Linked DNA regions of Mus musculus: all the other regions are linked to region 2. Evidence: chromatin contacts called from public HiChIP or PLAC-seq data. All regions are on one chromosome and are shown on one strand. The core of a region is the stretch at or near the end of the contact, and the rest is flanking DNA. Distances in the headings are between cores, read along the strand shown. Region 1 overlaps Mapkap1 (mitogen-activated protein kinase associated protein 1). Region 2 overlaps C230014O12Rik (RIKEN cDNA C230014O12 gene). Region 3 overlaps Mapkap1 (mitogen-activated protein kinase associated protein 1).

What was found. HiChIP or PLAC-seq counts read pairs in DNA pulled down with a chosen protein or histone mark.
Region 1: a contact with region 2 is called in an HNF4G HiChIP or PLAC-seq map of pancreatic cancer cells. The contact joins two enhancer-like sites. A contact is called at or near these places in 1 of 484 Hi-C or Micro-C datasets (the N1E-115 cell line) and 1 of 115 datasets of contacts at active chromatin or transcription factors (pancreatic cancer cells).
Region 3: an HNF4G HiChIP or PLAC-seq map of pancreatic cancer cells shows a contact between it and region 2. The contact joins two enhancer-like sites. A contact is called at or near these places in 2 of 15 datasets of contacts at CTCF or cohesin (large pre-B cells and pro-B cells), 6 of 484 Hi-C or Micro-C datasets (CD8 T cells, the HL-1 cell line, the N1E-115 cell line and 3 more), 3 of 115 datasets of contacts at active chromatin or transcription factors (the NIH/3T3 cell line, embryonic basal ganglia and pancreatic cancer cells) and 1 of 9 other capture datasets (embryonic stem cells).

The regions. Positions count from the first base shown.
Region 1 is chr2:34,608,185-34,611,201 of GRCm38.p6, forward strand. The region is part of intron 10 of Mapkap1 (mitogen-activated protein kinase associated protein 1); the gene reads left to right. Among named protein-coding and RNA genes, the nearest start is that of Gm34372, 29 kb to the right of the region's middle. Within about 2 kb of position 1,532, at least 48 of the 459 cell types and tissues checked have an H3K27ac peak or open chromatin away from gene starts, as enhancers often do. A contact at or near this core is called in pancreatic cancer cells, where this site is marked.
Region 2 is chr2:34,029,756-34,032,455 of GRCm38.p6, forward strand. It overlaps C230014O12Rik (RIKEN cDNA C230014O12 gene), which reads right to left. Exons shown (of 4, transcript NR_130173.1): 2 at 1,691-1,770. Among named protein-coding and RNA genes, the nearest start is that of Gm39793, 69 kb to the left of the region's middle. Within about 2 kb of position 1,311, at least 36 of the 459 cell types and tissues checked have an H3K27ac peak or open chromatin away from gene starts, as enhancers often do. A contact at or near this core is called in pancreatic cancer cells, where this site is marked.
Region 3 is chr2:34,545,147-34,547,846 of GRCm38.p6, forward strand. All of the region lies in intron 7 of Mapkap1 (mitogen-activated protein kinase associated protein 1), which reads left to right. Among named protein-coding and RNA genes, the nearest start is that of Gm34178, 29 kb to the right of the region's middle. Within about 2 kb of position 1,450, at least 44 of the 459 cell types and tissues checked have an H3K27ac peak or open chromatin away from gene starts, as enhancers often do. A contact at or near this core is called in pancreatic cancer cells, where this site is marked.

The sequences.
Region 1 (3,017 bases), core at 282-2,781, 580 kb after region 2:
ATAATAAATAAATCTAAAAAAAAAAAAAGAAAGAAAGAAAAAACTAAACTTCAAAAAAAAATCTGCTTTAAGTTCACTGAATGGTCTCTGGCAGAAATGCTTTTAGTTCTATGTCACCTGGCTATCACAATAGAAAAACTAACTAGATGATGGTGGGCTGCATTAAAGAGAATGCTAGCAAGGAACCCTAGCCTCTTATGAGCTAACTCAGAATGCCATCTCCACAGTATTCTGTATTCCTGTTTATTAGAAGCAAGCCACAAGGCCATCTCATAAACAGCAAGGGGTTACATAAAGCCATGAGAATCAGGCGAGAGCATCATCAGGGGATAGTTCAGAGTCCGCCTGCCATGGTGAGTGAGCCATAAGACAGCAATAGAAATGGCTCAGACTGCAGCCAGTGCTGAGAGCAGAGCCAGCAGCCCCAGCATATTCTCCAGCAGCTCTGTAGCTGCAGTCTCAGGGAACAAAGAGCTGCTCAGCATCTGACTTAAAATATCAGACTACTAACCTTGGAAGCCTAGCAAGGGCTAAGCAGGATAAATACAAAGAAAACTACATCAAGTCACATCATAATCAAATTGCTGAGACCCAGTGATAAAGAGAAAAGTTTGAAAGCACCGTAAGAAAGCGGCTGTGCACATCGAAGAACCATGATAGGAATGATCGCCGACATCCCGTCAGAACCAATGCCAGCCAAAAGACAAAGAAGTGGCGGCTCTAACACACTGAAGTAATATCTACCCAGAGTCTGCATTTTCCCAAGTGGTCCTCAGCTGAGGGTAAAGTAAACTAAAGACATTGCAGACAGCCAGAAAGTGAAGTTTGTCACCACCAAACCAGTGCAAGAAGTGCTGAAGGCTGGGGAGAGAAAACGCGAGGCAGAACCCAGCTCTCCCCAGGGGAGAAGCCTCAAGCTGCTGCCCGTGCCTGGCACCTGCATAGAATGAGCCAACTGGAGGGAGGGAGCAAGGCCTTGGGCTGGGGTGGGCAGTGGGAGGGCAGGCTGAGATAAACAGTTTTTAGGGTGATGGTTTGAATTCATGTTGGGAACAATAATTTAACTGGTAGTTAGGTGAATTATCTCCCCAAAGGGAAAACCTTCATCCTTTCTTGCTACATCCCCTTAAAAGTTGGCCAAGTGTACTTCACTATTATATATTAAATTTTGTGAAAAAAAGTGAAACATTTTTCTGTGTTCCGATGTATCTATAATATATTTTTAATTTTTCCACAAATCCTGAAATATCTGCCCTCTGGTTCTTCATAGAAAAAGCTTATTTGTCTCAAAAGATGAAAGTATAAAGACAAAGGGACCCTTTCATCTATCAAGCAAGTGCTGTGAGTTCCCACATGTCTCCTAACTTGTAGCAACTCTGGGATGTGTCTACATGCTATAGAGCCCTAGGTTTGTTGGACTTTATCTTGTGGTGACAAATAGTTCATTCTGGAAGTGAGTGGCCTGGGGCTACACAGAAGTAGGAACAAAGGTTCTGTCCTGCTTGTGCTACTGACTCAGCTAAGGACTTCCCATGGAAGTCTCGTGACTCAGCCTAGTGTAGCGGTTCCCAGCCTGTGAGTCACACCCCTTTGGCAAACCGTTATCCTCAAAAATATTTATATTACAACTCATAACAGTAGCAAAATTATAGTTATGAAGTAGCAGCAAAAATAATGTTATGGTCAGGGATCACTACAACGTGAGGAGCTATATTAAAGGGCCACAGCATTAGGAAGGTTGAGACCCACTGTTCTAGGGAGTGATTTTCTAACAAATTTCGACCATGCTTGGGTGCCTAGATTTTCCTCTAAATCTTGTTAAATGCAGGAAGTTAGCACAGAAGAGAAAGTAAGTAGTTAAATAATAAAGAGGAGGATGGGGAGACCTGCCAGGAGTTGATCACAGAATAAAGTCAAATTGACAAGTAGAGAAAGCAGGAGACAGCCCAGTGTGGTAACTCAGGTATGGGGACCAGCACCCAGAAGGCAGGGACAGGAGGAGCAGGAACTCAGTGCCATCTTTGACTACACAGTGAATTAGAGGCCAGTCTGGGCTCCATGAGTCTCCCCAAAATCCAAGGGAGGGTGGGGCCTAAGGCAAGGCACAGAAGTATAAAACCGTTTTGTTCCAAGCTTGGAGCCTTGTATGGACTTGAGGAAACCATGCTGTTCCGAGTTTCCACATAGGAGCGTGATAAAGTAATCCTTCCAGGCAGGCAAAGGGCTTATGGGGAAGAGTGGATGGTTGCATGTGCACCTGCACCATAGAGGCAAGCTCCAGACCCATGGAGAGACCCTGGTTCAGGGGAATATGACAGTGAACAAGCAAGGCACCTGGTATCCTCTGCCTCCACATCAAGTATGGACATAGACGCACATAAGCGCACACACACATATACACAAGCACACACACATACACATGCACACTTTTTTTAAGTGTGTAACTTCTCATTTCCTCTTACTGGAGAAAAAGTACATAATATGGGATTTTAATGCTTAAAATAGAAAGGAGTATTGAAAGTGTAAACACGGGCTGGTGAGATGGCTCAGCTGGTAAGAGCACCCGACTGCTCTTCCAAAGGTCCTGAGTTCAAATCCCAGCAACCACATGGTGGCTCACAACCATCCGTAATGAGATCTGACTCCCTCTTCTGGTGCGTCTGAAGACAGCTACAGTGTACTTACATATAATAAATAAATAAATCTTTAAAAAAAAAAAAAAAGAAAGTGTAAACACAAGGAGAATCATTCAAAGTGCTCCTAAACTATTACTTGTTTTGATGTTGTTGTTTCTTTTTGTGTTACTGGGGATTAAACACAGAGCCTTATGCTCTCTAGGCAACTTTATCACCATTCTTAGTTCATTTCCTGAAGTCCCTGGAGACAGCCATTGCACCAAGGAAAAGCACTTGTCCAGCTGTTTTGAGTTGCTAGCTGAACTAGCCATTTATTCCATGGGACATATTTTCATTTGAAGGAACAACTAACAAACTGATTCTCCAACCCTGAAGCTTTGG
Region 2 (2,700 bases), core at 61-2,560:
TCCTCTGCACTCAGGAAAAGGTGAAAACCAGAACGGGCCTGTGATCTAGGCAGAGAGTGAGATTGCTTGCCTGTGCTTTAGCTGAGATCTTATTAGCCTGGGCTCTAGCTGAAATCTTGCCAGCCTGTGTTCTAGCAGGGATCTTGCTAGCCTGTGCTCTGGCTGAGAGATCTTGTTAGTCATCTCTTCCTTGGCACCATGTCTAGAGCCCCGTGGGATGTTGCTGAGCTGGGGAAGTCACCTAGAGTCCTAAGCATGTGCTCACCTATGGGAGCAGCTGGGGAAAGCCAGAGAATCACAGGGGCCAGCTCAGAAGCTGGAACCACCATAAAGTGACAAGCTCTGGGCTCTGCGGCCCAAAAGAGGTCCAGTGAAGTCCTTAAGGAGAGAGAGCGGTAGCTGCCGTACCAGGATCCCACCTGTGTAACCAGGGGTTCTGGGTAGTCCCAGGTAGCTCTTCTGGGTAGTCTGACGACCAGAATGTGCCCAACTGGGATCCAGATAGGGACTGTAACATGAGCTGACTATGAGTTAGGTCACCATCAAGAAGGGCTTGCCTGAGGGCCTCTGTGTTCCTTCACTAAGACTCTGAGAAAAGTTTTTTGTCAACAAGTAGGTGCAGATACATGTCGCCCTGAACATAGCCCCATTTCTACACCTGCTGTCTATAGGACACATGGCTGAGTCTGTTCCTGCACCTGTAAGATGTGAAGTAATGCCTCCCTCACAAGATTGACCTGAGGGTGCTATGAGGGTCCTGGCTGAGCATGCGGCGCGGCCCATGAACACCTTGTTACTGAAAATCTGGCGAAAGGGAAGCAACCTCACGGAAAAGTCAGGACAGCCCTAGGATGTGAGGGTAATGCACATCTCTTCTCTGTTCCTTATGCAACAAGCAGCAGGAGCAACAGCCAGAACCTCCCTTGTCCGACAGGCCAGAGTCAGTATGGGTTCCGGAACCATGCAGGGAATGTAGGCCTGCATCTATCGTCCTGTGGACACACATAGATGGCTGCATCTGATAGCTGTAGCCAGGTAACAAATTACCCATATCCAGTCATTTACCGTTGCTTAAAACATTTGTTTATGAGCATTCTTACTGGCCAGAGGGGTAGCTCTTCCGGCCTTGGCAGAGCCCACTGAGGGTCAGGTCAGAGCTAACTGGTTTCCGTCACAAGTTTGGAGAGCTAGTCAAGGACATCCTGGACTGGGACAAGGGGCCTTCCTCCAGAGCTGTCTCCTCTGTCACTCTCAGGCTACAAGGAGAAGATGAATCAGCCATTTCTGCAATCAATCTGCTGCCATGAGTGAGGGTCGAATTCTATTTCTGACTCACTGTATTTGCTGTGTGAGATCACACACGCGCCTTCCTTCTCTTAGTCAGTGTCTTTGTGGGCGAACAGGTCAAAGCACTCAGAAAAATGCATTCTGAGAGCCAAGCCGGCGCCTAGTTGGGAAAGAGAATGACGTGGGTGGGTTTGTCTGCTCCTGAGGGTCTGACAGCTCCCCACTGTGCCTGGGCCTGAAGGGGCCCGGTTGGGGGTCTCCTCCCGCCCCCCATCTTGCCTCCCTCTCAGGAGCCCTCCTGCCGAGGACTCTTCAGTACCCGGGGTCTTAAGGATACTTAAGTAGCAAACTATGTGTTGATAATAAAATTTGCCTGCCTCTCACAGACATCCAATTTGCTTACCATCCAAAGAGAAGCGCTGGGTGCCTGCTTCTGAAATTGTTTTAATCTCTGCCACGGAGCGCTTCTGGCAGGTTCTTCAACTGGAAAATAGGAAATGAGTTAGAAACAATGGAGGGCCGTGAATAATCTCACTTAAGATGTTTGATCTATCTGGGGAGGAGGTGAAGTTGAAATCCATTTCCTGGTTCACAGCCAGACAGGGAGGGCGGGAGTGGGGGATGGGGTGGGGGGATGGTGCAGAGCGGCTTGGGGAGGTGACTAGCCAGGGCCTCACTGGTCCAGCTATGGCCAAGACAAGGGCTCCACACCTTTGTGATGCCTGCAGCCCTGGAAAACCCCAGGAAACTTCTCTGTACAGATGGAACTGACCTTTCGATGTGAGAGGATTGACTGCTCACTGCCGCAGCACCATGGCTTGTCTCCACCATAGAACTCCAGACCTGAATAAATATACTTCCGGGCAGTGAAGATGGCTCCATGGGTAAAGGTGCTTGCTTTGCAAGCAAGAGGATCTGAGTTCAAAACTCCAGAACCTGTATAAATTGCTGATCGTGGTTGTGTGTGCATCTGCACCCCCGACATTGTTGGAGATGGAGGCAGGATCCCTGGGGCTCACTGGCCACCAGCCTAAATCCAGCTTCAGTGAGAGAGCCTGTCTCAGGGGACTAAGGCATAGGATGATGGAGCAGGACTCCTGACACCCTCCTCTGGTGTCCACATACATTCACGCATGCTTGTACCACATCCCACATATAGGCATAACACACACACACACACACACACACACACACACACACCATTCCCAGTGTAATCTACCCAGGACCAAAAAGGAGTGGTAAAGATGATACAGTACATTCATCCCATGACTACATCTTCACAAGATCTGAGGGTCCCGAGCACCCAAGACCTCCTTTCAGATGTGGCAATAGGCCAAGAGTATATGAGTACTATGAATGAGGATAGGAAGAGAGGCGGCTATGGAGTCTATGCCCTCTCTTTGAGTAGTACTC
Region 3 (2,700 bases), core at 200-2,699, 520 kb after region 2:
GGGGAGCTGGAGAGGTGACTCAGTGGTCAAAGCATGTAGCCCGTAAGCCCAGGGAGCGCAGCCGTGTAAAAGGCTAGATGCTCACTGCACACGCCGCTCCGCCCAGCGCCGGGAGGCAGACAGGCAGAGCTCAAGAACAGGCTGCTTAGTTGGTCTAGACAAAACAGTCAGTTTCTGGGGTAGTGGGAGACTTTCAAGCCAATAAGACAGAAAGCAGCACGGGAAGATACCCAGTAGTGTGGGATATTTTATTTTTCTATACATAATATGTTAAATAACATTTGAGGTCATGGTTTCCTTCTTTCATTTACCCGTGGCTTTAACTTTCCATGTAAAGTTACAGATTGATAATAATTATTACCACTTACATCAGCACTTTTCAAACACATATTTTAGTTGGCTGTTAGTTTCATTTTATATATGGAGTGACACTAGAGCTAAGAGAGGCTACACAGTAGTAATGAATAACCTGAGACCTAAACTCATGGGTCCCTGTATTGTCCTGTTCACGACTACAAGGTGTGTCCTCAGTACTGGGTTCATTTCAGGACACATAGCTAGCTCAGTGGAGACATGTGTACACCCCTCCCCTAGAAAGATCAATCTGCTTCCTTCTAGAATGGGAGTGTGATGCTGTAGGAAAAACCTAGACTTTGGAAATAAATCACCCTGAGTCCTCAGCAGCACCTCTGATAAGCTGTAAAATGAGACAAGTCATGAACCCCTTGCAGCCTCAGTCACAGGCTCTGAAAAGGTTGTAGGATTGCCGGGTGCTTATAAGATATTTAATCTATACAGAGAACTCAGTGGAAGTCACGTGTTGTCATCACCCTTGGGCCTAAGTTTCTCTGGAGGTGTTGCTTTACTTTGTTTCCATTCATTGACCTGGCTTTTGCCTATAACTTTATGTTTCCAGCAAGTTAAGTCTGTAGGAAACTTAATGTGATATAGAAGGAGCCTTGTATTGCACTTGAACTTGAGGCTGCTGGAAGCACCGTTTCCAAGAAACAGCTGCTTTCCTAACAAGGATGCCCATGCCATGATAGAGGAGGATTGATATCACAAGACTCCTTTGTCACACAGCTTATGTCATCAGCTTCCTGTGCCAGAGAGTCTGGAGGTAAAGCCAGCAGAAGGGTGCTGCCAAGGAACTTACTTATTTACAAGTGGCATTTGCATGTTTCTGTGGTAGAGAGAGGTTTAGCACTTTGCTGCTGCTTCTCAGGAACGGCTGCATGAAGAGGATATCATGAGAATGACTGTAGGATTACTACAAGCAAAGAGGCTCGGGGTGCTGTGTCTGTCTCTGGGAAGAGTATGAGTCTTACCCCACCCAGCACAAGCAGAAGACCCTTTCTACAGGCATGCCAGCCTTCTGTGGATCCTCTTGCCAGCTGGAAGAATTCTTCCTCTGCCAAGATTGTGTTAGCTACTTTGCATAAAACCACTCCTTTACAAGAGTTAGCCCACCCCAGCAGACTTCTCCGAGACCAGCCAAGCATCCTCCACAGTGTTCCACTGCTTGCAGAGGCCTGACACAAGAGCCATTTTCCTCCATAAGCAGCTCAGAAGGAAGTTTTCAGCAGCTGCAATATGACAGCAGAGCTCTTCCTTTTCGGTCAGTTGCAGCTGAAAGAACTTTCTACCATGTACCTGTGATTGCTGTGGAAAGGTGTGTCCTCAGTACTGGGTTCGTTTCAGGACACATAGCTAGCTCAGTGGAGACATGTGTACACCCCTCCCCTAGAAAGATCAATCTACTTCCTTCTAGAATAGGAGTGTGATGCTGTAGGGGAAAAGAAGCTGATATCCCAACACTTGAGAGAGAGGAGCAAAAGGATAAGGACTTCAGTGCCAGCCTGGGCTCTGTGAGTCTCAGAAACCCAAGCAAGAGCTAGTCAGTGAGGCTGTCTTTTTCTTATTGTGATAATGTCTAGAGACAACGATAGTTTAAATTCAGGCCAACAGCATTGGGTTTGCACCAGGAGGCAGCTATCATCCACACCTGCCTCTGTGACTCCCTAGGTCACAGGATGAAGTGTGGGGGTGCCATTTTGTCATCAAACTAGTTTTCCACAGGGAAAGCCAGTGAGATCCAAGTAAAGCTCTAGTGCTGGAGGAACTAGAGTGGCCTTGGGGCTCTTCAGTATTCCTAGAGACTGTCACTACTAAGTCAAAGGAATACCAGACCATAGCAAAATGTGAGTGTGCTGGGTTTTCCCCTGTACTACATTTAATAGTGGAACAATATGAATTAAGATGAATTACAATTTAAGTAAAACAAACAAACGCACTGAAGGGTCACACAGATTTTTCAAGCATCAGTTGTCAAAAGCATCCTTAGTGCTCAGTAAGTATTCCAGCAGCCTCTGCTGTGCTGGGCAGCATGGGAAGAAGAGAGTAAAGCAACAAGATGTAAGGACAGTGGTTCTTGCTTGTAGCTTCACGTGTCCGTCTGTGTTTCTCTAGCGTCAGTCGTGCCCTTACTTTCTCTTTGTTTCCATGAGCCCCCTGTCCTGTCCACCAGCACTGGACCAGGCAGTAGGAGCTGGGCAGACTCCCAAAGAGTGAGTGACTCTGCCTGGCTCAGTGGCTGGGAAGGTTGGCAGGTCTCAGAGCCTCAGCCTTGTAGCATCTTGGCTTTGCAGCAGCAGATCTGGAACTGACACTGGCAACCTGATAATCTTGCCAGATGTTGAT